Linked DNA regions of Sus scrofa: regions 2, 3, 4 and 5 are each linked to region 1. A link is a contact called in public Hi-C and HiChIP or PLAC-seq data. All regions are on one chromosome and are shown on one strand. Each heading gives the region's core, a stretch centred on a gene start, on an enhancer-like site or on the middle of the called end of the contact. The rest is flanking DNA. Distances are from core to core; before and after follow the strand shown. Region 1 has its middle 57 kb from the start of CD180. Region 2 has its middle 60 kb from the start of PIK3R1. Region 3 has its middle 130 kb from the start of PIK3R1. Region 4 overlaps PIK3R1 (phosphatidylinositol 3-kinase regulatory subunit alpha). Region 5 has its middle 37 kb from the start of PIK3R1.

Region 1 (5,375 bases), core at 1,971-4,470:
TTTGGATGTCTGGGTGATTATTTTCAGTTATCTTGCAGTTATTCAGTTCTTTTAAATAATAATATTCTTAGATTTGTATAGTGCAGTATAATTTTCAAAGCATTTTCATATCTATTATTTCCATAGACTGTGCCTCTGCCAATTTCACGTAGATAAGCAGTTTGCTCCATTCAGGCACAGACTTGAAGTATATTAAACTTGGACTTTACAATGCATTTAGGTGATTTACTGGAAAAATGCCCCTTTCCATCTTATGAATGTCTTATGGTGAACTGCATCAGTCTTCCCCTCAGGAAATGGAAGAGTTAGATGTCTCCCATTGGCCTTGTGGACTCTTGAGAAGCCCTGGAATGAGGAGGAGGTGTTGAACACAGGAGCATGTTGGTGATTGTCACACTGCCTGGGATATTTGTGAGCATAGCCCCACTCCTGTCATGCATGTCGATCATGTAAGTGACAGAAAGCCTTTGCAAACCATCCTTGTCACCTGTGTAGGGATACTCTGCAATCATTGTCACACCCAGGCCCAGCACCCCATCTGCTACTTGGCTGTATGTTTCTCCTTGGGGGCCCTACTTCCACATCATTTCATTTGGTCTGCATGAAGCTCAGCCTCCTCTGCCTGCCCCTTCTAACCTGGCTTTGGCCCTTGTTTGAGGATTCAGTAGATCCCCCCCCCCCCACATTTATAAATCTGCTGTTTCTTCCTGTCCTTTCTTCCAGTTACCTCTGGGCCAGTTCAGGACTTGTGAACTCTGAACACATGTCTGAATAATTGTACTGATCTTCTCTCTGGTCACTTCAATTTCAGTTTTAGTCTCAGCATTCTCCTCTTATTCAGCCTCTCATCTTTTGTGCTCTGATGAGACCAGTCTGAAGAGTCCTTGCAGGTCCCAGTTCTCCATGAGCTTTGCTTATGGCTCCTCCCACCAGTCTCCCATGAGAAAAACCAGTCCCCCTTCTCTTGCTCTCTCTGACTCATCCATCAGGCTCTTGCTCCAATGCAGCCTCCTCAAAGATAGGCTTGTCAGATAAAATACAGGATGCACAGTTCAAAACGCATTTCAGATAAGCAAATATGTTTTCACTCTATTTCTCTAATATTGCCTAGGACATAATAAAAAAATTATTGCTTGTCTAAAATTCAAATTTTACTAGGCATCCTGTATGTTAATTTGCTAATTTTGGCAACTCTACTCCAAGCAGTGTTCTCTGGCTATTCTGACTTTGGTTCCTATGTACTTACCAGAGCTCCATGTCTGTGGAAGGCTTCTAGCATGTATTCACAATTTTGAGTCTTTTTACAAGAGGATAAAGTGTAAGGAGTAAATTAAGAACTAGCACCATTTACATTCTTTAATTAAATAATTATGGAAAAACTACTTTATGCCAGGAAGCATGAAAGGCAGTGTGCATGCAAAGATAAAAGTACTGCCTGTTCTCAAAGGTGCCTGGCACAGTTGCACCCCGGCCAACACACAATTACAGGGCAGCATTTTGGTGGCCACTCTGCTTACTATGTGTTGAATTCCTTGATGAGTTAGATCTGGAAGGATGACTTGGTGAGGCAGAAAGAAAATCTTTCTGGACAGAGAGAAAAAGATGTGCAGAGGCCCAGGTGAGGGAGAAAATGGGGCGTGGCCAGTAAGTTGGAAGAAGTTCATTGTTCGAGGGGGAACGTGTCCTATAAGATGACACATTGTGTATCTGGGGGCCTGGTGGTTAAACATTTACCCACTCTCCACTGAAGATGAGGTTCTGAAAGTGGATAAAAGCCAGATTCTGTCCTTTGTCCTGAAAGCTGTGGGGAACCATTGAACCATTTAGAGGAGTGTCACCCTCAGATTTATTTTTCAGAAAGAAAATTGAGAGGTTGGATTCAGGCGATAAGATCGGTGGCAGGGAGGGGTTGCTGCATTGATTAGGCTGGAGATGCTGAGGGTGGTGGGATTGGTAGGTGGACACATTCAAAACATGAACAGAACCTGTGGCCAAATTGGATACATGTTGGAGTTCCCATCGTGGCTCAATGGTTAACAAATCTGACTAGGAACCATGAGGCTGTGGGTTCAATCCCTGACATCGCTCAGTGGGTTAAGGATCCAGCATTGCTGTGAGCTGTGGTGTACGTTGCAGACGTGGCTCGGATCTGGCGTTGCTTTGGTCTGGTGTAGGCTGGTGGCTACAGCTTTGATTAGACCCCTAGCCTGGGAACCTCCATATGCCACGGGAGGAGCCCCAGAAAAAGCAAAAAAAAAAAAAAAGACAAAAAAAAATTGGATACATGTTGAGGGGGAGATGTGAACATTTCTGGCCTGGGTAACTGCAGGGGTGGCAGAGATATCCATCAAGGGAGAGGGGACAGGAAGTTAAACAGGCTTGGGGGGTGGACATCTGTCTGAACATGTTTTACCTCACACTTGGCATTTATTAATTTGGCTGTATTTTTTTTTTTTTCTTTTGTCTTTTCAGGGCTGTACCTGTGGCATATGGAGGCTCCCAGACTAGGGGTCTAATCGGAGCTACAGCTGCCGGCCTCCACCACAGCCACAGCAACGCAGGATCCGAGCCACGTCTGCAACCTACAACACAGCTCATGGCATTGCCAGATCCTTAACCCACTGAGCAAGGCCAGGGATCGAACCCGCAGCCTCATGGTTCCTAGTCAGATTCGTTTCTGCTGCACCACAATGGGAACTCCTTGGCTGTATTTCTTACTTAGCTTTTCATGTGTTCTGTTCCCTCCCCAGGTGGACTCTGATTCTTCTGAGGTCTTGGGCCTCATGAACCCACCTGGGTGAGCTCCAGAGTCTTTAACTCATTACCACTCCCTGTGAGTTCACCTCCTACACAGGCTACATGAAGCCCGAAGCACAGCCTGACAGCAGCTGCAACCACTGTGTCTGCACGGCTGAGTATGGCAGGAACTTGGAGCTGGGACCCAAGTTCACCCCGAAGATGTGTTCCTCCTCTGAGGGGAGCTGAGCACCCACACTGACCTTGCCCGCTTCTGGGAGGGACGACCTCGTCTCACAGTGGCTGCAGAGGCTTTGGGTCAGAGCGTGGTGACCGGGCCCTCAGAAACCCTGCTCTTTCTCTTTGCAGAACCCCATAAATCCTTCCAAAGGGAGTAATTCCCTCAGGATCAGGAGGGCCTTTCGCATTCCTGAAATCAGTGAAGGCACAATGTATAGGGATTTCTGAGAAAAGTCAATGTGGTGTGAGTATGATCCCTGGGTGTTACCATGCAGCAGAGAAGGCCTTTTTTTTTCCTCCATTGAATGGTGTTCTTTGCTCTCAAGTTAACTCATGCACTGGATTGGGTCCAAGTACATTTTGTTTCTTGATTTCCAGCCAGGCTTCTCTCAGTTATGGTGCGTTCTCTGCTTTGCTCCCCTCCTTCCCCGCCTCCTTCTCTCTTTTTATCAGCATTTCAACTTTTCCATGTGACTGACCTGATACAGAGGCAGACCCACCAGCCTAGGTCGGGCTTCCCCGGAGGGGGGCCAGAGGGACTCTGGATGGTGGCCCCTCACTCAGCCACGGCCCGCGCATCAAGGAGGGTCTGTGAGCGGCTGAAGCAGAAAGCTTTTGAACTCTGCCCTCTGCCAAATGATTTCCAGATGTGTAAACTCCAGCCTCCCTCTGTTCTCTGACTGTAGCCCTGCCAACATACATCTGCAGATTTCTAGTGCACAGGAAACATGAAAGAGTATCTTTTACAACATCTGCTCTCTTTCCCCAGCTCTCCCCCTCGGTCTTCTCAGACTCTGCCCCATATTTCATCTCCCCCCTTAAACAAATTCATTAAGGAATCAATGCACAGCTCCCCCTGGTCCACAGATGCCAGCTTGTCTGTCCTGCCCATCACCCCTGCTCCCTACCAAGCCTGTTCTTGGCTCTTAGGACAGTTGACCAGAGCACCACTAGAATTATTAAAGAAGCATATTGGGCTTGCTAAGGGAGAAAAGAACTGAGTTTTCTCTATTGGGCTGGTGCCAGTCCACAAGCTGTAAGAGGAGGATTTGGCTGTACAGAGGATAGAGCAGGACCCTAAAGATAAAAACACAGGTCTCCCTGAAGAGTTCACATGCGGTACCTTTTAGGAAGAGGTGAGGTCTTCTCTTAGGGCTGACCTTTTTCCACGGACGGACATTCAGTTTCTTGAAATAAGGCAGGCTGCTGTAAAATTGAAAGTATTTATGTGCAGAATGAGTTCCTTGCTTCTTTTCATCTCCTGGGGATGGCACCCACCAAGCTAAGAAGAGAGAAGAAGCTGTGTCCTTCTCATTTAATTTTTTGGCCAGGCCTGTGGCATGCAGAAGTTCCCAGGGCCAGGGATTGAATCCCTGCCTCAGCAGTGACAATGCCCAATCCTTAATCCATTGTGCCACCTGGGAACTCACAGAAGACTTGTCATTAATGTAGCTCAAAGGGGGAGAAAAGAGAGATCCTTTTAGCAGAACAGAAGAGAAGATTGTTACTGAGGCACCCACTCTCACTGGGAAATTGATTTGATCACTGTGGAAATAAATACTTTCATTCTGTCCTTTGTCCAAGTGGACCCTAAACTCCCTCTCCTGCTCCATCCCGGGGGACATGGCGTGAAGCCAAGGGACAAAATCTGGGAGGAAAAGAGGGTTCCCTATGGAAGGGAGTAGAGAGTTGAGGGGGCCTAAGGGCTCAGGGGTCTGAGAGAAACGGTTGTAGGTGAGGAGTCCTGTGTCACAGGCCTGCAGCCTCACCTGGGAGGCAGCACAGCCTTCAGGGGTTCAGAAGAGCTGTGAGCCTCAGGAGTGGCTAATAGGTAACTTTCTGGACTCTAGGTAAGATTGTTCTGCCCACTGATCTGAAGGGGCAGTGGAGAATGGGCTTCATTTACGTTCTGCTTTAATAGTCCCAAAGCACTTCAGTCTGTGGTGTCAGGTGAAGCCCTAAATTTGTCTGGGTTGTTGCCACAGTGGCCTCCCTATTCCAGACAAACAAACCAAGAAACACATCAGCTTTATACTTCAAGTAGGGCTTGTTTCAGAAAGAACAAAGGGAGGAGATAAAGTTGGTTCTGGAATTCCTCTCCTTCCACCCATGTCTTTCCATGTCTCCCCAGAGATGTCAGAACACTCTTGCAGCTATATAGCTTCTTCCTATGGAAGAGCAGAATCTGTAGACTCTTTCATACGAGGGTGGGTGGATAAAGGGCAAAGAAACCTTTTCCTTCCGAATGAGAACTTGACCTTGTTAACTGTACAGCTCTTTCAATGGCAACCTCTTGAGGGTAAAATGCAAACTGTATTTCCAAGTAACATTGCTGGTGATAAAATGACCCCAACTGGTCAGTTGTATCTGGGCTGGGAGGAGCTATAAAGAACCATCAA
Region 2 (4,831 bases), core at 543-3,042, 730 kb after region 1:
AAGAACTTAGCGTATTTGCATCTGATCAAAGACCTTCTTATCATGTGCCTCTAACTCATTAACAATAAATGTGAGGAGTCTAGATGTAGTCGTGAGATCTAATTATAAGAATAGATGTTGGAATGTATTTCCCTGAGCAACAATTTCAGTGATGTTGCAGAAGCATAGATTGTTGCTGACACAGGGAAACCAATTTCTCTCCAATTATACTCCTATGTAAGGTGTTCCAGGGGAGCGGGAGGGAGTGAGGACTGAGAGTCTGGGGTTAATAGATGCAAACAATAGCATTTGGAGTGGATAAGCAATGAGATCCTGCTGTATAGCACAGGGAACTATATCTAGTCACTTGTGATGGAATACGATGGAGGATAATGTGAGGAAAAGAATATGTGTGTGTATATATATATATATATATATATATGTATATATATATATATGACTGGGTCACTTTTCTGTGCAGTAAAAATTGGCAGAACACTGTAAATCAACTATAATGGAAAAAATTTAAATCATTAAAGAAAGAAAAGGAAAAAAATTACAAAGGGGAAAAAAAGAAGGGTGCTCCAGCAGCACAGAGGGGTTAAGTTTGTTCAGGGAGAGTCACTTTGTCTACTGCAGCTGAAGGCACAGAGGTTGCGGTGATGAGGGTGTAGATACTTCATAAAAAGGAGGCCTCAGGCTTTAGGGCTGCCATACATGATGGCTTTAAGACTCCCAGCTTTTAGGTCAGTCCCCTGTACTTAATAAATGCCACAGAATCCCAAATTCGAAGGATGACTCCCCATCTTCTAAGAAATCTCCTTCTGACCAGCTAGACATTGAAAGGCTACAGGTATCAGTGTTCCCAGAAGCACAAGCCTATCTGATCACCCTCAGTGCTTCACATGGACTCAGGTTCATAAAATGCTTCTTGAGAGGAGTTCCCATCATGGCTCAATGGAAACGAATATGACTAATATCCAGGAGGACGCAGGTTCGAACCCCGGCCTCGCTTGGTGGGTTAAGGATCTGGCGTTGCTGTGGCTGTGGAGTAGGTCAGTGGATATAGCTCTGATTTGACTCCGGTTTGACTCCCTAGCCTGGGAACCTCCATGTGCTCTGGGTGTGGCCCTAAAAAATAAATAAAAAGATGAAAATTAAAAAATAAAATGCTTCTTGACCTTTAGATTAACATACCATATATATTTTTATATATAGCTTATTTATATATACTTCATATCTATATACATATACATATATATGTGTGCATATATGTATACATAAATGAAGGCAAATGCTTGAATTATTTTACAAATATAAACTAAATGAATAAGATCAGAGTTCCCGTCATGCCACAGCAGAAACGATTCCAACTAGGAACCATGAGGTTGCGGGTTCAATCCCTGGCCTTGCTCAGTGGGTTAAAGATCCGGCGTTGCCATGAGCTGTGGTGTAGGTCGCAGACCTGGCTCAGATCTGGCATTGCTGGGGCTCTGGTGTAGGCCAGCAGCTACAGCTGCAATTAGACCCCTACCCTGGAAACCTCCACATGCCGCTGGTGCCACCCTAAAAAGACAAAAAAAAATTATATATATATATATAAGATCCCAGTTGGGCAGTGTTTCTTATATCTGTCATAGGATAATGTGTTCTAAATGGTGGTGACTTCAAGTCCAGAAATAAGGAGTAGTATGGCTTTGATCCCAGTCCACTGACAGTTCTTAGCCAATCTCTGAAATTGTTGGAGGCTTGGGTATGCTTCAGCTCAGTGATGGGACACCGTGACAAAAAGGCAGACTTCTTGTAAACAGTGGTGGTACAGGCTGGGCTGGGCCGGGCCAGGCATCTTTCCCCTTGGTGAGGGCTCTATTTAGAACCAGAGAAATCAGAGCGACAGGGCAGGGGAGAGCCCTGAAGCAGTGTGTTGAGATCTCTCTTTTGACAATACATATTTTTTGGTGACCATCTGGGGATTAAATTAACATATTTAAAGTTCAAAAGGGAATAGAAATTCATTACTAGAATGGGAGAGGTCATTTTTTTCCTGGATCCCTCCCAACAAGAAAAATTGAGAAGAGGATTTGTTGCAGGACAAACCCAAAGGGATTTTTTTTTTTTCCTTCAAAGCAGCCAGCAGATGTTTTCATTCTTTTAAGAGCCAACTCTCGGTTAATCAGCATTTGGATGTTCAGTTTTTCATTTATTCAGTTTTGCTTTTCTTGCTTATGTACCAGACCTGAAAAGAGCTCCTTTCTATCCAGCATCTGAGAGATTCTGCTCTTGCTTAGACTATCTCCTACCAGTTGAGAAGAGCAAAGAGACCAGAAAATAAGGTTTATTTTCCAATTTATTAGTGTTTTTCCTTCTTTTATTCTTACCTTTTCATTTTTCCTCTCTACCATGATACTCTTCCATCAACCCCTTTGTGCCAGGAGTTTCATCATCTGTCCCAATCCTCTCCCCGAGACATGTATCTCCTCTCATAACCACTCCCTGTCACTTGGTGTTACACAGGACAGTTAGAAATTTAGGGCAGGTTTCAGAATTTTATAATGCTGAGTAACACTGCAGTAAATAACCTCGAGTTCTCATTCACTGAAGTACTTTTTTTTTTTCCAATTAAAAAAAATCTTTTTAAGTAGCATCAAAGATAGCATTGCAATTCAGTTGTAGTTCTAGATGCAAACTCAGGGTCCAAGATCATGGTCCTCCAGGATAGACACATCTTTTAATATAAACTGTTCATAAGAGAAAGAAAGGATGTATAGAGTACTGTTACATCATTATTTCACTTCATTTTCTCAAAAGCTAAGCTATCACAAGCCCCATTATACAGATGAAGAAATTAAAGTTTAAAAGCAAGGTAACTAGCCTGAAGTCACGCAGCAGGTAGAGGGCCCTCAGTTAGCCTTCCATTTCAGATCTGTCCAGTGTCAAAGCTTTGTTTGTACCATGTCTTTCCTCCCAATTCAAGAAAGGACAGAAAGGAGCTCCCTTGTGGCTCAGTGGGTTAAGGATCCGATGTTGTCACTGCTGTGCTTTGGATCACTACTGTGGTACAGGTTCGATCCCTGGCCCGACAACTGCTGCATGCCACAGATGCAACCAAAAAATAGAAACAAATAAGTAAATAAAAGAAAGGACATTTAATGACTTTAAATATCCTCTACTCTTCCTTGGTTGCAAGTATATTATCCCTTTTTTCAGTGGTTGTGGATTTTGAGGGTCATCCAGGAGCCTATTTAGGGCATGTCTAATGACATAGTGGTATCACGTCCAAAGGAAAACTAATAAACACAAAAGAGAGAACTGTGTATGCATATGTTTATGTTTGACTGTCTGAGCAGTGTGGATATTGCACTCTATCCAAGAGTGGAAGAAGAGTGGCTTTTTGATGGTCTGGAGCATGGATAATTAGGAGCAGAATACATAGGACAGAGCCCAGGATCACAGATGTTGAGGGTAACAACTCCACTGATCTCATGGAAAGTTGGAGATGGAAGGAATGTTAAAAACCAGCTAGTTGTCCCTATCATCATGGTGAGGAAACTGAGGACCAGAGGTATTATGATGTGCGGCATCTGCCACGCTTTCTTAATAATTGTTTACTCTAATGAGGACTCAGAAGACAAGAGCAGTTAAAGGAATGCTTGCAAGGATAAAGCTAGTCTGTGCTCAGCCTGGACTAGAACTCTTTGTCGTCTTGTACATTTATTCCTTCGTTTACCTACTAGCTTATTTCAGACACCAGTTTTGGGGGACTCACTCTTCATCAAGCACACTGACAGACAACTTCTCTGGATTATCTTATTTAATCCTCACCACAACTCTTTGAAGCAGACAACATTTTATAATTTTTCACTGAGGAATCCAGTTCTTCAGTGGATTGGGTAACTTGTTCAAGGTCAGATTAAATGATGGAGTCAGAGGCAAACCCAGGTGCTTTGATCCTATCTAGAGCTCTTAACTCTTGCCATATTCCAGGGGATAGAGGATGAGCTGCTATTACATTTTTCTTTTTCCCAGAAGAATTGAGACCTAGTGGTGTAAGTGATCTCCTCCAGATCCCACAGAAAGTGAGAAAGCCAAAATTAGATTCAGGGTCTCCGCACCCTCCAACAATGCCCTTTCTTTCCTGCTTTGACTAGAGGTCTGCATGTTTTAAAGCAAGGTCTTGAAAGTGTAATCCAGACATAGTAGTCTTCGCTAACAACCTCTGCTTCACCCCTTATGCAGCTTGAGAGCACATTCAGGCTTTTGATAGGTCCCTCCAAAAGATCCAACCTCACACTACAATGTTTAAAAATAGATCTTATATTGAAGGCTTTGTGGGAAAGCAGGAATTGTCCACTGCAGAGTACAACTCTTACGGCAACCATCAGTAAATATCTTGGACCTCCCCTGAAGGGCTTCTCTTGCTTCTAGCTGCTACATCGATTTTTCTTTCTTCACGTAATCTCTACAGATTTCTTGTGGAGCAGTTCAGCTCTAACCCTCTGCCCTAATATCCCACTTGAGAACAGTAATTAGCTAACCAATGCTAAGCCTGACTCTCATGAGGCTTGGTGCCTACCATGCCAAAGCCTTACCTCATTGGCCTCTAAATCCTTAGTCACTATCACACCCTCTTCCTCATGTGCACTCCCCTTCATGCCTCCCTTTTCTCTTCACCTTCTCCTCAGGGTGTGGGGAATGGGGTTCAAGGAAGGGATTCTGCATAAGGAATTGATTCAGCCTCCTTTTCCCTGCCAATCTTACCCTGTCCCTACACACACAAACCCCTCCATACCCTTCTTTCTCTAGGGGTGTCTGGCCCTAAGACAAATACGAAGATAGTCCTCCTCCTAAACCT
Region 3 (5,556 bases), core at 732-3,231, 650 kb after region 1:
AAAACAGGAAACATTACCAAAGTTATGCCATAAAATGACTCCAGGTACACGGAGTTTGGAGTTATCTATTAAAGGGATAACTTTTCACTTGATCCATCCTTCCTTCACACGACACCACGTTTTCCCTCTTGTTCTTTGTCTTCGATTATTATCCTGGATTTGCTCTACCTTTTAATGTTACTTATCTAACCATAATAAACACCCTATCAATATTGGTTAGCTGACCCAAGGAGAGTTGTCATAGTTGGTGTTTGGATTCTGACAATATGAATGCACTTTTCCTTGAAGAAAAAAGAAGGTATTCTGTATTTGTAACCTCATGAGACTGGAAGTATTCTAAAGGTCAGAATGGCAATTCGCAAAAATTCAAAACAAAGTGAAAACACTCAGGTTGCCTTTTTCTTACCTTTTCTATGAAGCATCACCTCCCATCTAGATTCCAAATTTACAACATTTCTTATTTTTGTATTTATTCATTCATTGATTTTTATGGCTACACCTCATGGCATATGGAAGTTCCCCAGGCCAGGGACTGAATCCCAGCTGCAGAATGAATCTACCCCACAGTTGCAGCAGCACCAGATCCTTTAACCCACTGCCCTGTGATGGGGATGGAACCCGCACCTCTGCAGTGACCCAAGCTGCTGCAGTCAGATTCTTAACCCAGGGTATCATGGCAGAAACTCTTACCTTTTTAAAATAAAATTAATACAAATTGTATAGATGTTTTAAATTGGGTTTGTATTTTTAAAGTATTTACATATGTCTGTACCATCAAAGTTAGGACTTAAGAAGGCTTAGTGCCTCAAGATCAGCTAGGAAATCATTTTGCTAGGCATATTAGGAAGCTGATCAGACAATCTCCCTCCTCTTCATATCATTTTTGCTACAGTAACATGTGGAATAAGACACAGAAGAATTAAAAACAACAGAGCAGAGTAGACCCTCATTAGATCAGCATCCTTTCCAAGCTCATGTTTTGTCTCTGAGAGAAGAAGGAATGATGAAATTAAGTGTGGAGCAGAGACTGAACTTCTTTTGTGGGCAGTGCTGCTCAGGCCTCTCTTCCCCACCAGCTTTCCAAAGCCAAGAACAGGAGCAATGTTCTCTGGATAGTAACCAAGAAAAGACTCCCATTTGCTCAGCCCCTCTCTTGTTTCATTCCTCTCTAGCCCCACCCACCCTCTCACACTTCCAGTTATTTGCGTCAAGCCCCTGGAAGTCAGGGAAATTTGTGTGCATTTATGGAGAGTCAGTCAAGTTTTTTTTTTTGCTTTTTTGTTTTTTGTTTTTGTTTTTGTTTTTGTTTTTTGCTTTTTGCATTTTAGGGCTGAACCTGTGACATATGAAAGTTCCTCCCAGGCTAGGTGGCACATTGGAGCTATAGCTGCCAGCCGACACCACAGCAACATGAGATCCGAGCTGCATCTGCCACCTACACCACAGCTCATGGCCACACCAGATCCCCGACCCACTTAGCTAGGCCAGGGATCGAACCTGCATCCTCATGGATCCTAGTCCAATTCATTTCCCCAACAGGAACTCCCAGTCAAGCTTTTACACTGTTGTCTCCACAAATCATTTTGACCCTCCAGCTTCCACCAATACTGGTCCACTCTCAGCCAGTCCGAAGAGAGTGACCCTAAGATGAAGGAAGCACAAGAGATTATCTGAGAGAGTGACACACTGAAATGCTAGTCGGGTCATGGCTACGCCTGGCCAGGGTGGCGTTCTCACGACCTTCTCCTTAGAGCACAGTCCTGAGTGTATCTCTGCCCCTGGCCTTCTGGAGTCAGGCCTCTTTGCTCCTCTTTTCCTTCTGGCCATCCCATCCATTCTGTTAGCTCCATGGTGTCCTTATAGTCCATACCTTTGCTGCTTTAATTCACCCAGAGCTAGTGTCTGTGGTTTGTAACCAAGAGCTCTGACAGATACAGATGGTCTTTGAGAAGTTTGGCAGTAGACAAAAGGATAGAAATAGCCCAGTAATTTAGAGTGGGGTCACTTTCCCAGAAGAAGTGAGGGCATCTGTGTTCACTTGGCACCTGCCAAAGCTACCTGCTTCTCTGGCTAATACAGAGTCCTGGGCTCAGTGCTCTGTGGCAAACAGGCCTGTAGCTCAGGCCCAATGGTCGGGACTCAGCTATCCTAAACTAGAGGTCAGAGAGAGGAAGCATTTAAAATGGAAAAGAATCATCTGATCATATGCCACACACCTCCCTCCTCCCCTTCTCGTGATGGTCACTACCACACACAAAATGAATTCAGGGTCAGAAAAGAAAAGTTATCTGTGGAAACAGACAGTCATTTCCATCTTTTCTTCTTCATGGTAGGAACACCCCATAGTTACAAGCAAGGGTTCAGGGTGCCAGAGATCACTGACCTATTCAGATAGACACACTTCTTTGTGTTCACAAATATTCGTGCATTTTGGTATAAGCAAGAGACGCTTCGGAGATGCGTCATTTCTGGGAGTGAGACTGACCCCTTCTGGAACTGACGATTTGGATGACAGAGAGCTGCTGAATAATCACATGATCTAAGGCAGGAGAACTGTTTTGACCACTATCAAGAGAAGTGACGTTGAAATCAAATTTTTTTTCCAGAAGGAAATAGAGACTATGGGTGTTGCCATGGTGGCTCTGCAGTTAACAAACCCAACTAGTATCTCTGAGGACTCAGGTTCGATCCCTGGCCTTGCTCAATGGGTTAAGGATCCAGCATTGCCATTAGCTGTGGAATAGGTCAGAGATGTGGCTCATATCCAGAGTTGTTGGGGCTGTGGTGTAGGCCAGCAGCTGTAGCTCCGACTGGACCCCTAGCCTGGGAACCTCCATGTGCCACAGATGCAGACCTAAAAAGACAAGGAAAGAAAGAAAGAAAGAAAGAAAGAAAGAAAAAAGAAAGAAAGAAAGAAAGAAAGAAAGAAAGAAAGAGAGAGAGAGAGAGAGAGAGAGAGAGAGAGAGAGAGAGAGAGAGAGAAAGAAAGAAAGAAAGAAAGAAAGAAAGAAAGAAAGAAAGAAAGAAAGAAAGAAAGAAAGAAAGAAAGAAAGGGAAAGAAAGAAGGCAGGTAGGCAGGCAGGCAGGCCGGCAGGCTACCTGACTCTATCTGTCATCTGAACAATGTTCTATCACATGATGACCCCACCACTCCGGGAATGAGGCTTTCCTTTATGGGAAATAGAGACCTGGGGTCAACAGCCCCGTGGTTAGGGAAGCAAGAAGCTGGGTGAGTGCCATGGGAAACGTACACGGGTTCCCCCACAGATTTCCCCTGTGAACAAAAGCAGAAATCCACCAAAAGGACAAGGAAGTTAGATTCACGTCCCTAAAGGGGAAGATGAAGCATGAGCTGTGCCTGTGTGAGCAGGGTGACGCCACACAAGTGGAAAGAAAGGTCAGATGCTGGGGAGGCCAGAGTCAAGGGCAGCATGAGGTCACGGGATTAGAATGCCAGGGCTTGAATCCTGGCTTCAGCATTTACAAGCTGTAGGACTTCAAGCAAATTAACTGAATTATCTGTGCTTTGTTTTCCTCATCTGTAAAATGGGAATGAAAATGATTATCTCATAGGGTTGATGTGTGGATTAAATTGGTTAATACATGTAAAGTGCTTAGAACAATGTCTAACACATAGTAACCCTGTATACACGTTAGCTATGATTATCAGTGCTTGCTATTCTTACTATGCTGAAATGTTTTGCCATATATAAAGCAATATACAGTTGTAAGGCATGGTGTTGGATTGACCAGTGTGTTAGACTACTAGGGCTATCATGACAAAGTACTGCAGGCTGGGTGGCTTAAATGTCAGAAATTCATTTTCTCATAGTTCTAGAAGCTGGCAGTCTTAGACTAAAGCACCGGCAAGGTTGATACTGCCAAGGCTCCTTTCCTTGGCTTGTAGATGGCTGTCTTCTCCCTTTGTCTTCACACGGCCTTGCTTCTATGTCTATGTCCTCATCTTCTCTTCTTCTGAGGATACCAAACGTATTGGATTGAGCCCACCCTAATGACCTCATTTAGCTTTAATCACTACTTGATGATCCTGTCTCCAAATACAGTCACATTCTGAGGTTCTAGGGGTGGGGTGGGGTTAGGATGTCAATATATGAATTTGGAAAGTGGCAAGAGAGACTGACACACAATTCAGTTGGTAATAACCAGCTGTCAGTTTGGTTAAGCTGGAACTGTGTTCTAGAGTTGGCCCAAAGAGGTACTTGTGCAGAAAAAAAGTGCAAGTCTGTTACTCTCTGGATGTCATAGAAGAAGTGCCAGATAGATGTGGAGATACCAGAAGATAGATGTGGAGATGCCAGAAGATCCAGGTTCTCCTGGCTCCCCTCTGCTCCCCAGCCCTTCTTCCAGATTGTTGACCCTACTGACTAACAGTGGCTCGGAACCATCTCTAGACAAAAGGCTGAGGACTCAGACTTTTCCCATACCCCTCATGATCCCACTTCAGTGGCTGGACAGGGTTGGCTTCTAGTTTGACTAGCTGGTGAATCCTCGGGTCTTCCACTCCCCTCGCCTCTCAGAATTGTGTAAAATCTCTACAAAGTAAATGTCTTATCCTATTTGACTCATAGTGACCCTGCTTGTGTGATTGAACCCTGACCTATACAGGAATAATAATACTAATAGCAACAATGATAATAACAAAATCTTTTGGAAATATTATCACTGAACCTGAAAAGAGACTCTGACTCACTCCATAGCATGCATTTGAAGTTCTTCTAATTATCTCAAGGCTGAGCTCACTCCAAAGTCCTCTGAATTAGTCTTCTTGCTTTCATCTCTCCTGGCTCCAATATGTCCCACAAAAGACTGCCAGAGAAGATTTCTTGAACCACAGTTATGTCATCAGGTGACAATCAAGGGAGGCCCCCAGAAGACAGCTGAGTAGAAGGCCTAGAGAACAACAGGTTGAGATTAAAACAAAAGGATGGAGGATTCCTAGAGGGATATCTCCAGGGAGGAAAAAAATAAGATGGATGCAAAGCATGGGAAATATTAAGAGGGCGGTTTATAGTACCATTGGGTCATTGACAAAAATGGTAATGGGAAATAGAAAATTAAGAATTTTTTAAAAGGAGTATTAATTCTAGGACATACAAAAAATCATGCAAGAAAAAATCTATACAAATGATACTACTGCGCTCAAAGGTGGAGAGTTTTTAGGCATCATAATGTAATCTAAGCACAGCTAATAGCAGGACGATGTATATCAGAGTAGGTTGTGAAGTCGGCATATGAAGAGAATGAGAAGGGGGATAACATGGCAGGGCAGGAACCACACCGGAGCCTGTGTGAAGGCTGTGCCAAGACAAGGTTTTAAAGAGATCTGACTGTGATGGGGAGCTGAGAAATGGAATAGCAACTAGAGGGTCATGTGCACAAGGGAAGAATCTGGGCAGATACCTGAGCTTATTTGCAGACGTTGGGACTGATGTAGGAGAAGAAAGCTGATAACAAAACAGGAGAGAACAGAAGAGAACACTGGAGAGGGGAAGGGGGGACAGATTCAGAGCCCAGATGCAGGACTTAGGCTTTGCT
Region 4 (5,277 bases), core at 2,385-4,884, 850 kb after region 1:
TGCTCTTTCTGTAGTTCCTGGAATGGAAGCTGGCAGCTCTTTTCTCTGATTTCCATCCAGGCTTTCTTAAAACTGCCTTGCTGGGCAAATCTGCCTCTTCTGCAGTTCCCCCCGCCACCCCCACTCTCTCCTTGGTCAGCCAGCGTCCTGCTTCTGTGCTGTGAGTTAGTGAACTTCCAACCTCAATTAAAAAAACACTTCTTTCTAGTTTCTGGTTTCATCAGTTGTGTCTTTCTGTCTAGTTTCTCTCTTCTGATCAGAGGTTCCTTCGATTCTTGTGAGATTGGGGCTTCTCAGATTACATTGGAAGAGCCTGCTTTATTGTTCGTAAGTATTTCTAACATTTTCTGCATTTGACTGTGCAATCCATCATCAGATAAAAGTGGGAGAGAAGTGAGTGCCTCCACAGTCTGACCAGAGCCCTGAGGGCACAAGCATGGCTCACCTGGAGCCCTCACCTCCCTCTTGTTAAGGGGGCTCCCATGGCTTTCTCTTTACCACCTCACTTATCTGCAGTTCAAGGTATTTGCTAGCCAGGGGGAATGTCCTGACTTGCTTGATTGGGGAGAAGTGCATAAACTGGTCTTACCATTTTACTTAAACATACCTGTAAGTACTATTGTTGCCCACCTGTGGGAACAAGCATCTAATACCTCCATGTCACATGACACCCATATCCCAGTTACCTGTTAAATTGGGGAGCCTTGGTGGGAAAGATGGGGAACAACATAGGTTTCTTTTCTTAACTGGAATTTGTAGACTCTCGCGGAGAGAAACAGGTTCAAGTCAAACTCAGACACTTCATGAGCTTTGTGACCAAATGACTTCTTAATTTTTCTTAGCAGTTTCTTATCACTCTCAATTTAAAGGCAAGGTTGATAGGGAACTTATAAGAAAAATTAGTGAAAGAATGTCTAAAATACTTAGTGCAGGAGTTCCCCTTGTGGCTCAGTGGTTAAGGGGGGTGACTAGTATCTATGAGGGCTCAGGTTCGATCCCTGGCCTCGCTCAGAGGGTTAAGTATCCCACGTTGCCATGAGCTGTGGCATAGCTCTTCGCAGACGGGTTTGGATCCTGCATTGCTGGCGCTATGGTGTAGGCCCTGGGCTACAGCTCTATGTGCTTCAGGTGCAGCCCTAAAAAGACAAAAAGAGAAAAAAAAATTTTTTTTAAATAGATAAAATAGAATACTTAGTAAGGCGGTGTGATTCCTTACTGACGTTCGTAATATTCATTCAACAAATAGTTAAGCACCCATTGTGTCACCTGATTTTCCCTTCTTTCCTTCCCTTTTGGGGCCTCTCAGTCATACTTGATATTTAGTCTTTCTAAATCATTCGCCTCCTGAAGTTCCGGGGACTCAACTAAATTATTTTCCTGGTGGGGATAGGAGGGAGCCCCTTTCTCTTTCCCATTTATCCTCTACCCAGCATCATAATTTGCTATATGCTGTAAATCGTAATCTTTAAATCAGACTCCAATTTAGGTGATAAGAATCACAATTAATTAGACTAGCCTGTCAAAGATTAAATGTAATCTTGCATTTCAATTATCTCAACGCCAAGGCTTTAGCTCCAGCCATCAGAAGTGCAGCTGTAATGTCTGCCTATGTTTAATAAAGTCTTTGCCTGCTCTTTGTTTCCTGTATTGCTTGTCTAGAAATAAATTAAGTAGGCAGAGGATCTCAGATCCCTTTCATTTGTTTTTAAGCTGTGGGGCAGAAGAGATATAAATGCAAGATGAAAAACTTAAAAGTTACTAAAACCTAATTAGTTCAGAGTATCTGAAAAGATTTGCAAACTTCTTATTTAAATCTGTTGACAGCTCTTTTAATTCCTTCCAACTAGTTATCGCTGATAACAGTATAGTTGTGGCTGAAGATTTACTTTCACATCTCTTCTTTCTACTCCCATTTCCAGTCACCCTTTTTTATTTACTTATTTATTTATTGCCATGCCAGTGGCATGTGGAAGTTCCTGGGCCAGAGATCAAACCTATACCATGGCAGTGATCCAAGCAGCTGCAGTGACAATGCTCAATCCTTCCTTTATTGTCTGCGCCACAAGGGAACTCCACAGTTGCCCTTGTTTTCGTTTTTTTTTTTCTTCCTCCTCCTCCAAAGGAAAAGTCCTTGTTCCCACTAAGCTCCATATCATTCCAACTTCATCTTTCCTTTATATTCAGAAAACTGAAGTATAATAACTCAGACCTTATCAGGGAAAAGTGCAATGTATTTTAAATAATGTGATAATGTAGGTATGACTCATTAGATAACTTCTGAAAAGATATTGAGTGTTTTCATATATAGAAAGGCAAACTGCAGATGTTCACTCTGTTAAATATGCTTCCAGCTTGCCACCTTAAAAAAGTTCCGAGAATTCTTATAATTCTTAATTATAATAATTTCTGGGAGTTCCCACTGTGGTGAAGTGGGATCAGTGGCATCTCTGCAGCATCAGGACACAGGTTTGAATCCTGGGCCTGGCATAGTGGGTGAAAGAATCTGGCATTGCCGAGGTTGCCATGTAGGTCACAGCTGCAACTCAGATCTGATCCTTAACCTGCCAAATCCATATGTTGCAGGGCAGCCTAAAATGAAAAAAAAAGAAAAAAAGTTTCTGGTCTTAAAATTTGCCAGTGCAATTGGCTATTTTAAAAACCTGTTAATAATAATGAAAAAAGATTGCATGAATAATTCGAAGTTAACAGCAGCTACCCATTAGTTTGTGCTTTGCTACATGCTAGGCACTCTGCTTACCCATGTTTGTCTATATATCACTCATTTAGTCCTTGTTATACTTAAAATTATTCTCATGTCACAGATGAAGAAACCGAGGTTCAAGTTAATTAGCATACCCTAAGTGGCAAAACCAAGATTAAAACCCAGCTGTCTTTGGCTTTAAACCTAACAGTTTTAATAATTTATCCACTACTGATTAAACAGGTGTGGTCCAAAATGAAGGAACTCAGAATTGTTTTGTTTGCGGTTTTTAGATGCATTATCTTAGCCAGCATTCGTTATGGCTTTGCCCATAGAACTTGAGAAGTTTAAACGTTCAAGATATTAGCCATATAGGCATAAAGTATGAACGTGCTTATAAGGTGTATTTAAGGAAAGTATTTGGGGTTTTTTTAGATTTTTGCCCACCAGAATGTACATTTTTTTCATTTGAAAGAATGAGGGAGATTGTGTCAGACAGGAGTAAAGTTTTGATTGAGCAACAGTTAAAAGACAAGCATCTTAATTTAATATTGATCCACACTTTGCATATACTTTCTGTGTATTTGTGTTACATTTTAAAAGGTAAGTGGCAGTTTTTTATGTACTTCCAAGCTCCTTCCATCAGTAATGAAATACTTGGCTTGGGCAGTCTCTGGAGTCCAGAATTTCAGCTTAAATTTTCCATTCATCCGTGCCAGGCAGTAACTCTAAAATATCTTTTTTTTTTTTTTTTTTTTTTTTTTAATGGAGAAGGCTCCAAAAGGTGCAGCTGTGTGCTGGTTTCATCTTGCACTTTGTAGCGGTGTTGGCACCGTTTACCGTGAGGAATGCCACTGTCTCCCACACGCCACTGGTGCCCAAGGACTGTTCAGGCCTGTCCGTGTTAGTGGTATGGGAAGGGCCTAAGTTGGGAGAGAAGGGCTCTTCTGTTCCATGTGATTGGTTGTCACCAGGGCAAGTGGGGAGGGGAGAGCGGAGTGGGGAGACCTAGTGGAAAATGCAGCTCTGATGTGTCATCAAAAATTTCTTCTGCAACCTGGGACACCTCGTTCACTGGTGTCCTTGTTAAGGACCAATTCCCCTTTTCCTTTGAAATAATACATGTCTTGGCTTCACCACCGCTTTTAGAGCCTTCTGCTCTTCTTGTCTTCTTTCTCCTTAAGCGATACAGATTTCTTCTGATGAAAAATGATTCCCCAAATGAAAAACTGATGTTGGACTGAAGTAGGGGAGTTGAAAATTCACCCAGAGTTTTAAGAGTAGACTTGGCTATCCAGACATACACACTGGCTACAGCCAGATTTAAAAAAAAAAAAAAAAATTCTTCATTCAGGTGTAAAAGTCTGTCTGGAAGGCGAAATCAAGTGAGAATTGATGTGTCAACTTGATGAGAATCATGCTCTGGTAATTTGTGTTTTGTTTGATAGTCGCCATATATAATCTCTGTATATTTAAATATGCATATTTAGTTATATCACATTTTAGTTTATTGAACTGTGTGATATGGTACTTTATCATGGACTTTTCAGAGGACAACTTGCCAAATTTGGTACTTCCTAGCAACTGTCATTTCCTGTTGGAATTTCCTAAGGTGGGATCTAACAGAAATGTAAATATTGACCTTGTATATTTGATAAAATTAAAGGAATGGTGGATTTTAGGGTTGTTGAAATAATTAGTATTTTGCTTTAGAACGGCATTTTCGACTTTCGCTGCTAATTGATCCTGGTGCCCAAAGTGGAAAATGTGAACTTTAAAGGCTTCTTGTGTAGTGCTTCCTCATTCCCTATGTTTAAACATTTTAAAGGGGAAATGGATTGAATCATAGATATTGTGCTAGAGAATAGGAAATCCTTGAATTGTTACTTTAAAAAGTCTTCTCTCTTTGTAAAATTTACCTTTTAACATTCCCATGGCAAAACTTTGATCAGGTAGGATGGATTTCTCTACTTGGGTAATATACTTTCTTCAATATTAAAAATTCAGTGATATGTTCAGTCAATATAGTACAAAAGGAGTACCTGTACTCCACACTATATGGTCTAGTTTTTTCTTATTAAAATATTCCAGGGTGCACTTTGTGAGGTGTTGTTGCAAGGACCTGGTCGCCATCACAATGCTTTTTAGAAACTTCATGTAGCATTTGAATGAGTAAAACCAGTGGTATTTTGCAGCTCAGGATATGGAAAGGTAACTACCATATTTGCCAGAGACACATTGAAAGGCTAAGGAAATAAGGTAGTGTGCCCCCCACCCCCACCTTCTTCAAGCTGAAGTGAAGAAATAAGAGCAGTAGAAACAACTTTATATGTAGTATTTGCCAACCCAGTAATAGAACAACTGTCAGATGCATATTTCAATCACTGTTAAGTGAAATCTCTAATTATCACTTAACTTCCATATTTGCCTGCAGAAATGATTGTGTTGATAAGATTCTACAAGGCGATAAACCTTGATTAAGTAATTCCATTTTCAGTTGCCAACTTTATTAAAAAAAAAAATGCCTGTGTAATTTATGAAGAACAGGAAGGAGGAACTAGGCATGTTGGTTGGAC
Region 5 (5,203 bases), core at 478-2,977, 750 kb after region 1:
TTTGGAGAAACACCAGCCACCCCTCCCACCCCCCTAATAGAAGTCTACAGAGCCTGACCCTTAACAATCACAGCTCTCAGCCAAAAACCAAACCCTGGAAAACGGTAGGATTTTCTTTCACTGTTAAGTGGCAAGAACCGTTTTAATTTTACCTTCATTTTGAGCTTCATTTTGGAGCTTAAACAGTATCTAACGGGGGTTTGTTTGTTTGTTTGTTTTTTCATGCAAATGTATCTTTACAGTCAAATACCTTATTTTCATCCATTTAACCCTGAAGAAAAAGGGAATTTCAGTTACTGATGTGTGGTTGTTTTAACTTGGACACTCATTAGTATTGGAGGAGTGGGGATTTGGAAGTGCTGCCTTCAAAAAAAAAAGTTTCCCCTTTAATTTATTTTTACCCTTCCCACCTCTATCTCCATGGAAATGGGGTCAGAGGCCACAGAGAGCTCTCAGGGAGCCAGCAGCTGAGAATGAGAATTCTCACTTAGAGATTTTAGCTGAAAGCTATAAACCGCTTTACAAAGACCAGCTGAGTCTTGGCCACTGCGGTCTCTGGTTTTTTACACTGATGCATAAGGTATCCTTTTTTTTTTTTTTTTTCTTCCCTGTGTTAGAGGAGAAAGAGATGCTCTTAAGTAAAAATCATTTTTCATTTAAACTTGAACTTCTCTCCTGTAAATCAAAGACAGTGACATTCCTTCGGCAATTATTTTCAATTTAAAAAATTTTAATGATAGTGTACATTTGGAATTTAGCAATTATCACGTTTGCTCTCTATCCTTTCAAGCTTATGACAGTACTGGATATTTGAAGAAAAACACATTGAACTTGCTCATCGCATGCTATCAATTGCAAGTGATTCTGGTGAGTGGAATATCACCATGACACAATTCTAAATCACTAGAATGAAAATAAAAATCTCAAGGTTATAAGCAGTCAGGACCATTTCACAGAATGTTTTATAAATTAAAGTATAATTTACTACTGGCTCCTTTTCTTAAACTGTTAACACTATTTCTTCTTTTTTTCACTCTAAATATTCCGTTAACTTTCTTATAAACTATTTGAAAATATCTGAGGGGGCTGGTTGCCCAAATATGCCAACTATTTTAAGTTATTTTTATATATCACACATTATTATTATATTCATTAGCAACCAAGTAATTATTGAAATAATATGAAATGTAAATTTGCTTTTGAAAAAGCCCTGCCAGGTCCTGATTAAATTTGGATCTAAAAATCTATGTTTCAGGCTATCCTTTTTTTTTTTTTAAATATTCTTTTTCTCTTCATTCCACACATCGTTATGGTTCAAAGTTTATAGACTCAACATTATTCCCAAGTACTTTTGCAAAATTTCACCATTACTCTTGCCCAAAGTATTCAGTTTTTACTTTCTAATCAATCATTAATCCTACAACTTCTCTGAATTTTCCAGAATTTAGTTTCAGTAAACATCAGAACCACAGCACCTCTTTTGAAGGCTCTAATCAGTCTTTCTCTCTCCTTTCTCTCTCTCTCTCTCTCTCTCTCTCTCTCACACACACACACACACACACACACACACACACACGTCTTTGTGGTCAGCAGTCCAAGGACATTGCCTTTATTCCTTAGTGTTCCTTTGTCTCTCAGCCTCTTGCATGTCTGTGCTGAGTCCTCCCTCTGTCCTGGGTTGAGCCCTTATTCCACTTCCCTTTGCTCGCAGAGTGAACCAGAACATTGTGTTCTGAAGCTGCCCCAGCACACATGCTTCGTGATGCTGCCAAGTTTGCAGCTGACCAATTGGCCTACTTTAGAGGGCTTGATTTATAAAATTTACAACCCTTAATTTCCACCACCCATTCCTCCCCCCACCCCTGAAAAAGAGTGTGCCAGACGTCCTGATAAATCAAGAGTCCTTTGGTTTCGGTGCAACAAAATGGGCAGTCATTTCTTTTTCCTTCATTGGCTCTCAGCCTTGCCAGTCCCTCCTGAATAGATGGAAAATAACGGTTGATGTGTTGTAGGAAGACATTTGATAGTGGCTGCCTCTGTATTAATAACTCGTTTTAAAAGAAGTGTACTGACAAAATGATACGCTCTTCAATTTCTGGAACTCTGCACTTCTCAAGTAATTCCTATTCCAAAAACCAATCCAGGCAAGTTTGTCTTCTTCCAAATTAGGAAGACAGAGTTGGGCCCTTGATTTTTGAGTGAGGTTGGCTCAGTTGGGTCTTTTGAATTTGGATATTTTGATTACTCCTTATTGGCTCTACTAAACTTTTTTAATAAATGCACAACCAAATATGAGAAGGTGAAGGTTTAATGGAGAGAAGAAAAACTGTGGAAACCAGTCTCTTGTGATTTTAGTGATTTCTTAAGTTCTTTCTCCTGCCTCTTCAGAGAAAAAGACCTCTGTCAGGGTAGATCCCAAAATTTATGAGGCCTGAAGCTTCTCAAATGTGGAACCCTCTTTATGAAAGAGAATATGAAACTAGGTTCAAGGTACAAATTGATTTCAAATGAAAAAAATCAAAGCATAAAAAATTACAAATTCTAGAAAGCATCCAGAAAAATAGCATTATCATCATTAGTTTTAATTAACAATTTTTGCTACAATTACAACTTAAGTGCTGACCCATCTATGTAATACATCTTTTCCCTATATTTTTGGCGTTATACTCATTGATCTTTTTTCACATGGTAAAAATTTTACAATGCCATTTTATGTACAGAGAATAGAAAGACAACTTTGTCTTCTGACATAATAGATAGATGTTTTTTGTTATTTGTGGTTTAGAAAGGTTTCCTTCCGCTCCAGAACTTGTTGATCATGCCACAGCTGAAATAATTTCTTGATCTGGAGGTACGTCTTGTCCTAGGAAAAGCCCTCTGAGACTCCAGACCTTTGTTATCACTGGAGAGGGATCCAACTGGCTACCTGGCTATGGCTGTCCAGCTCAGCCTGGTCCAGCATCCTGTTGGTAGTCCTGGACAAGGGAAGCAGGGTCGGGGAAGTGCAAGGTGAAAGGTGCTCATGGTGGAGTCTTAGTCTGGAGGGCCCTGGGTAGAGAGGAGAGGAGCATCCTATTCAGAATCTTCTTAACCCTCCTGCACTGTTGGTGGGAACGTAAATTTGTACAACCACTATGGAAAATAGTATGGAAGTACCTCAGAAAACTATATATAGAACTACCATATCACCCAGCAACCCCACTCTTGAGCATATATCTGGACAAAACTTTCCTTGAAAAAGACACATGCACCAGTATGTTCATTGTAGCACTAGTCACAATAGCTAATATATGGAAATAATCTAAATGTCCATCAACAGATGAATGGATTAAGAAGATGTGGTATATAAAAACAATGGACTATTACTCAGCCATAAAAAAGAATAAAATAATGTCATTTGCAGCAACATGGATGGAACTAGAGACTCTCATACTAAGTGAAGTAAGTCAGAAAGAAAAAGATAAATACCATATGATATCACATATCTGGAATCTAATATACAGCACAAATGAACCTTTCCACAGAAAAGAAACTCATGGACCTGGAAAACAGATGTGTGGTTGCCAAGGGGGAAGGAGTGGGATGGACTGGGAATCTGGGGTTAATAGATAAAAACTATTGCCTTTGGAATGGATAAACCATGAGATCCTGCTGTATAGCACTGGGAAGTATATCTAGTCACTTATGCTGGAGCACTGTGGAGGATAATGTGAGAAAAAAAGAATGTATATATATGCATGTGTGACTGGGTCACTTTGCTGTTCAGCAGAAAATTGACAGAACACTCTAAACCAACTATAATAGAAAAATAAAAATCGTTAAAAGGAAAAAAAAAGAATCTTCTTGATGCCAGAGTTGGGTTTGGGATACCTGGGGAAGCCCCCACACAATGTAGAATGTCACTGGGGGCCAGCCAAAATGAAAGGGTTACTGGCAACCCATTGAGCTCACCTATAATTCATAATTCATGAGCCATGGCCCATGTATTGAAATGAGTACTAAATTCTTGAGGAGGATGCACAGGAAAGGCCCATAAAAGTAAGCAACTATGAAGCTTAAAATTCTTTGGTTTTACTAAGAATCCACCTCTGTAGCTCAGCATTTAAGGGACTTCTGTGGAACTGAAAATGACATTGAATTTGATGGCCAAAGTGACCTGTACTTAGTATCCTCAAAACTATAGGGGCCAGGCAGGTTCACAGCTGTTTAATTATCATTTAGAATAGTACCTAGCACATGATTGGAGCTCAGTAAATATTTGCCAAATGAATAAGAAGTGTTTTTCTCTGAATATTTTTCCGATGGTAAAGAGAAACAAAACTAGTTACCAATGCCATTTTTTTTCCCCTGGGTTAAAACAGGCCAGCCAGCTGGAAGCAACTGGATATTGCTCACTTTTAATGTCTTCATCCACCCTTGGGATGCTCTTACTTTCATCATCCAAGCTCCTCCCCATGCCCCCTCCCCCTAAAATGGGTGGCAGGGGGGACTTTAAAACATTGTTTAAGCATCATGTCATTTTCTTTTCACTTTGAGTGCATGCTCTATTGCTGTCCAGATAGTCAAATGTTGAGCTTTTTTGACTGAGATTCTTTCATTTATACTATAATGCCTGAACTTTTTCTGATTAAAAGAGCTGTTTATCCTTTTTTAAAAAACACAGTTAAAATATCGAGATATTTGAAAATCCAAGTGTGTTTTCTTCTTGTTTCTTGAGGATTCCGAGATGCTCCTTTTGACCTATAGGGAGAAAATAATTCAGTCATCATGTTTAATGTGGGGATTATGGTGACCTTTTCATTTCTGGAGCCTGCAAGTCACAACGTGGCTATCTTGTTATACAGATAGTGAGTAGCAGCAGTGGAAAGAAAGCCTGAAACTCATAGATGACATAGGATCTTATGGTGACGAGTGACATAATATATTCTACTTCTTTACTGATGAGAAAACTATTGCTCAGAAAGATTAAATGAATTTTGCCTAAAGTTATAGTCATGATTGGCATTAATCAGAAGTTCTTCAAGGGCAGCATAAAAAAGCTATTCCTCAAAATGAGTTTTGAAACTTTTCTTATCTCTTATATTCATTCCCCCCTCAGCCCTTGTCTCTAATACCATAAGCCCAATTAACTGAATCTGTGTCGGTGCTGTCGCTGTTTTTTTTTTGTTTGTTTGTTTGTATTGTTTCGTCAAGTTCTATTGAG

The links. A called contact is a pair of places that touch in the nucleus more often than the background predicts. HiChIP or PLAC-seq counts read pairs in DNA pulled down with a chosen protein or histone mark.
Region 2: a contact with region 1 is called in a Hi-C map of subcutaneous adipose tissue, with 1.8 times the contacts expected there. The contact joins two enhancer-like sites. A contact is called at or near these places in 1 of 47 Hi-C or Micro-C datasets (subcutaneous adipose tissue) and 1 of 2 datasets of contacts at active chromatin or transcription factors (skeletal muscle).
Region 3: a Hi-C map of omental adipose tissue shows a contact between it and region 1, with 1.6 times the contacts expected there. The contact joins two enhancer-like sites. A contact is called at or near these places in 1 of 47 Hi-C or Micro-C datasets (omental adipose tissue) and 2 of 2 datasets of contacts at active chromatin or transcription factors (alveolar macrophages and skeletal muscle).
Region 4: an H3K27ac HiChIP or PLAC-seq map of skeletal muscle shows a contact between it and region 1. The contact joins two enhancer-like sites. A contact is called at or near these places in 2 of 47 Hi-C or Micro-C datasets (both in skeletal muscle) and 2 of 2 datasets of contacts at active chromatin or transcription factors (alveolar macrophages and skeletal muscle).
Region 5: a contact with region 1 is called in an H3K27ac HiChIP or PLAC-seq map of skeletal muscle. The contact joins two enhancer-like sites. A contact is called at or near these places in 1 of 47 Hi-C or Micro-C datasets (skeletal muscle) and 1 of 2 datasets of contacts at active chromatin or transcription factors (skeletal muscle).

The regions. Positions count from the first base shown.
Region 1 is chr16:45,642,086-45,647,460 of Sscrofa11.1, forward strand. No RefSeq gene overlaps it. Among named protein-coding and RNA genes, the nearest start is that of CD180, 57 kb to the left of the region's middle. Within about 2 kb of position 3,221, at least 44 of the 83 cell types and tissues checked have an H3K27ac peak or open chromatin away from gene starts, as enhancers often do. A contact at or near this core is called in omental adipose tissue, skeletal muscle and subcutaneous adipose tissue, where this site is marked.
Region 2 is chr16:46,372,244-46,377,074 of Sscrofa11.1, forward strand. No RefSeq gene overlaps it. Among named protein-coding and RNA genes, the nearest start is that of PIK3R1, 60 kb to the right of the region's middle. Within about 2 kb of position 1,793, at least 7 of the 83 cell types and tissues checked have an H3K27ac peak or open chromatin away from gene starts, as enhancers often do. A contact at or near this core is called in skeletal muscle and subcutaneous adipose tissue, where this site is marked.
Region 3 is chr16:46,297,755-46,303,310 of Sscrofa11.1, forward strand. No RefSeq gene overlaps it. Among named protein-coding and RNA genes, the nearest start is that of PIK3R1, 130 kb to the right of the region's middle. Within about 2 kb of position 1,982, at least 4 of the 83 cell types and tissues checked have an H3K27ac peak or open chromatin away from gene starts, as enhancers often do. A contact at or near this core is called in omental adipose tissue, where this site is marked.
Region 4 is chr16:46,487,622-46,492,898 of Sscrofa11.1, forward strand. All of the region lies in intron 2 of PIK3R1 (phosphatidylinositol 3-kinase regulatory subunit alpha), which reads left to right. Among named protein-coding and RNA genes, the nearest start is that of PIK3R1, 56 kb to the left of the region's middle. Within about 2 kb of position 3,635, at least 3 of the 83 cell types and tissues checked have an H3K27ac peak or open chromatin away from gene starts, as enhancers often do. A contact at or near this core is called in skeletal muscle, where this site is marked.
Region 5 is chr16:46,395,219-46,400,421 of Sscrofa11.1, forward strand. No RefSeq gene overlaps it. Among named protein-coding and RNA genes, the nearest start is that of PIK3R1, 37 kb to the right of the region's middle. Within about 2 kb of position 1,728, at least 32 of the 83 cell types and tissues checked have an H3K27ac peak or open chromatin away from gene starts, as enhancers often do. A contact at or near this core is called in skeletal muscle, where this site is marked.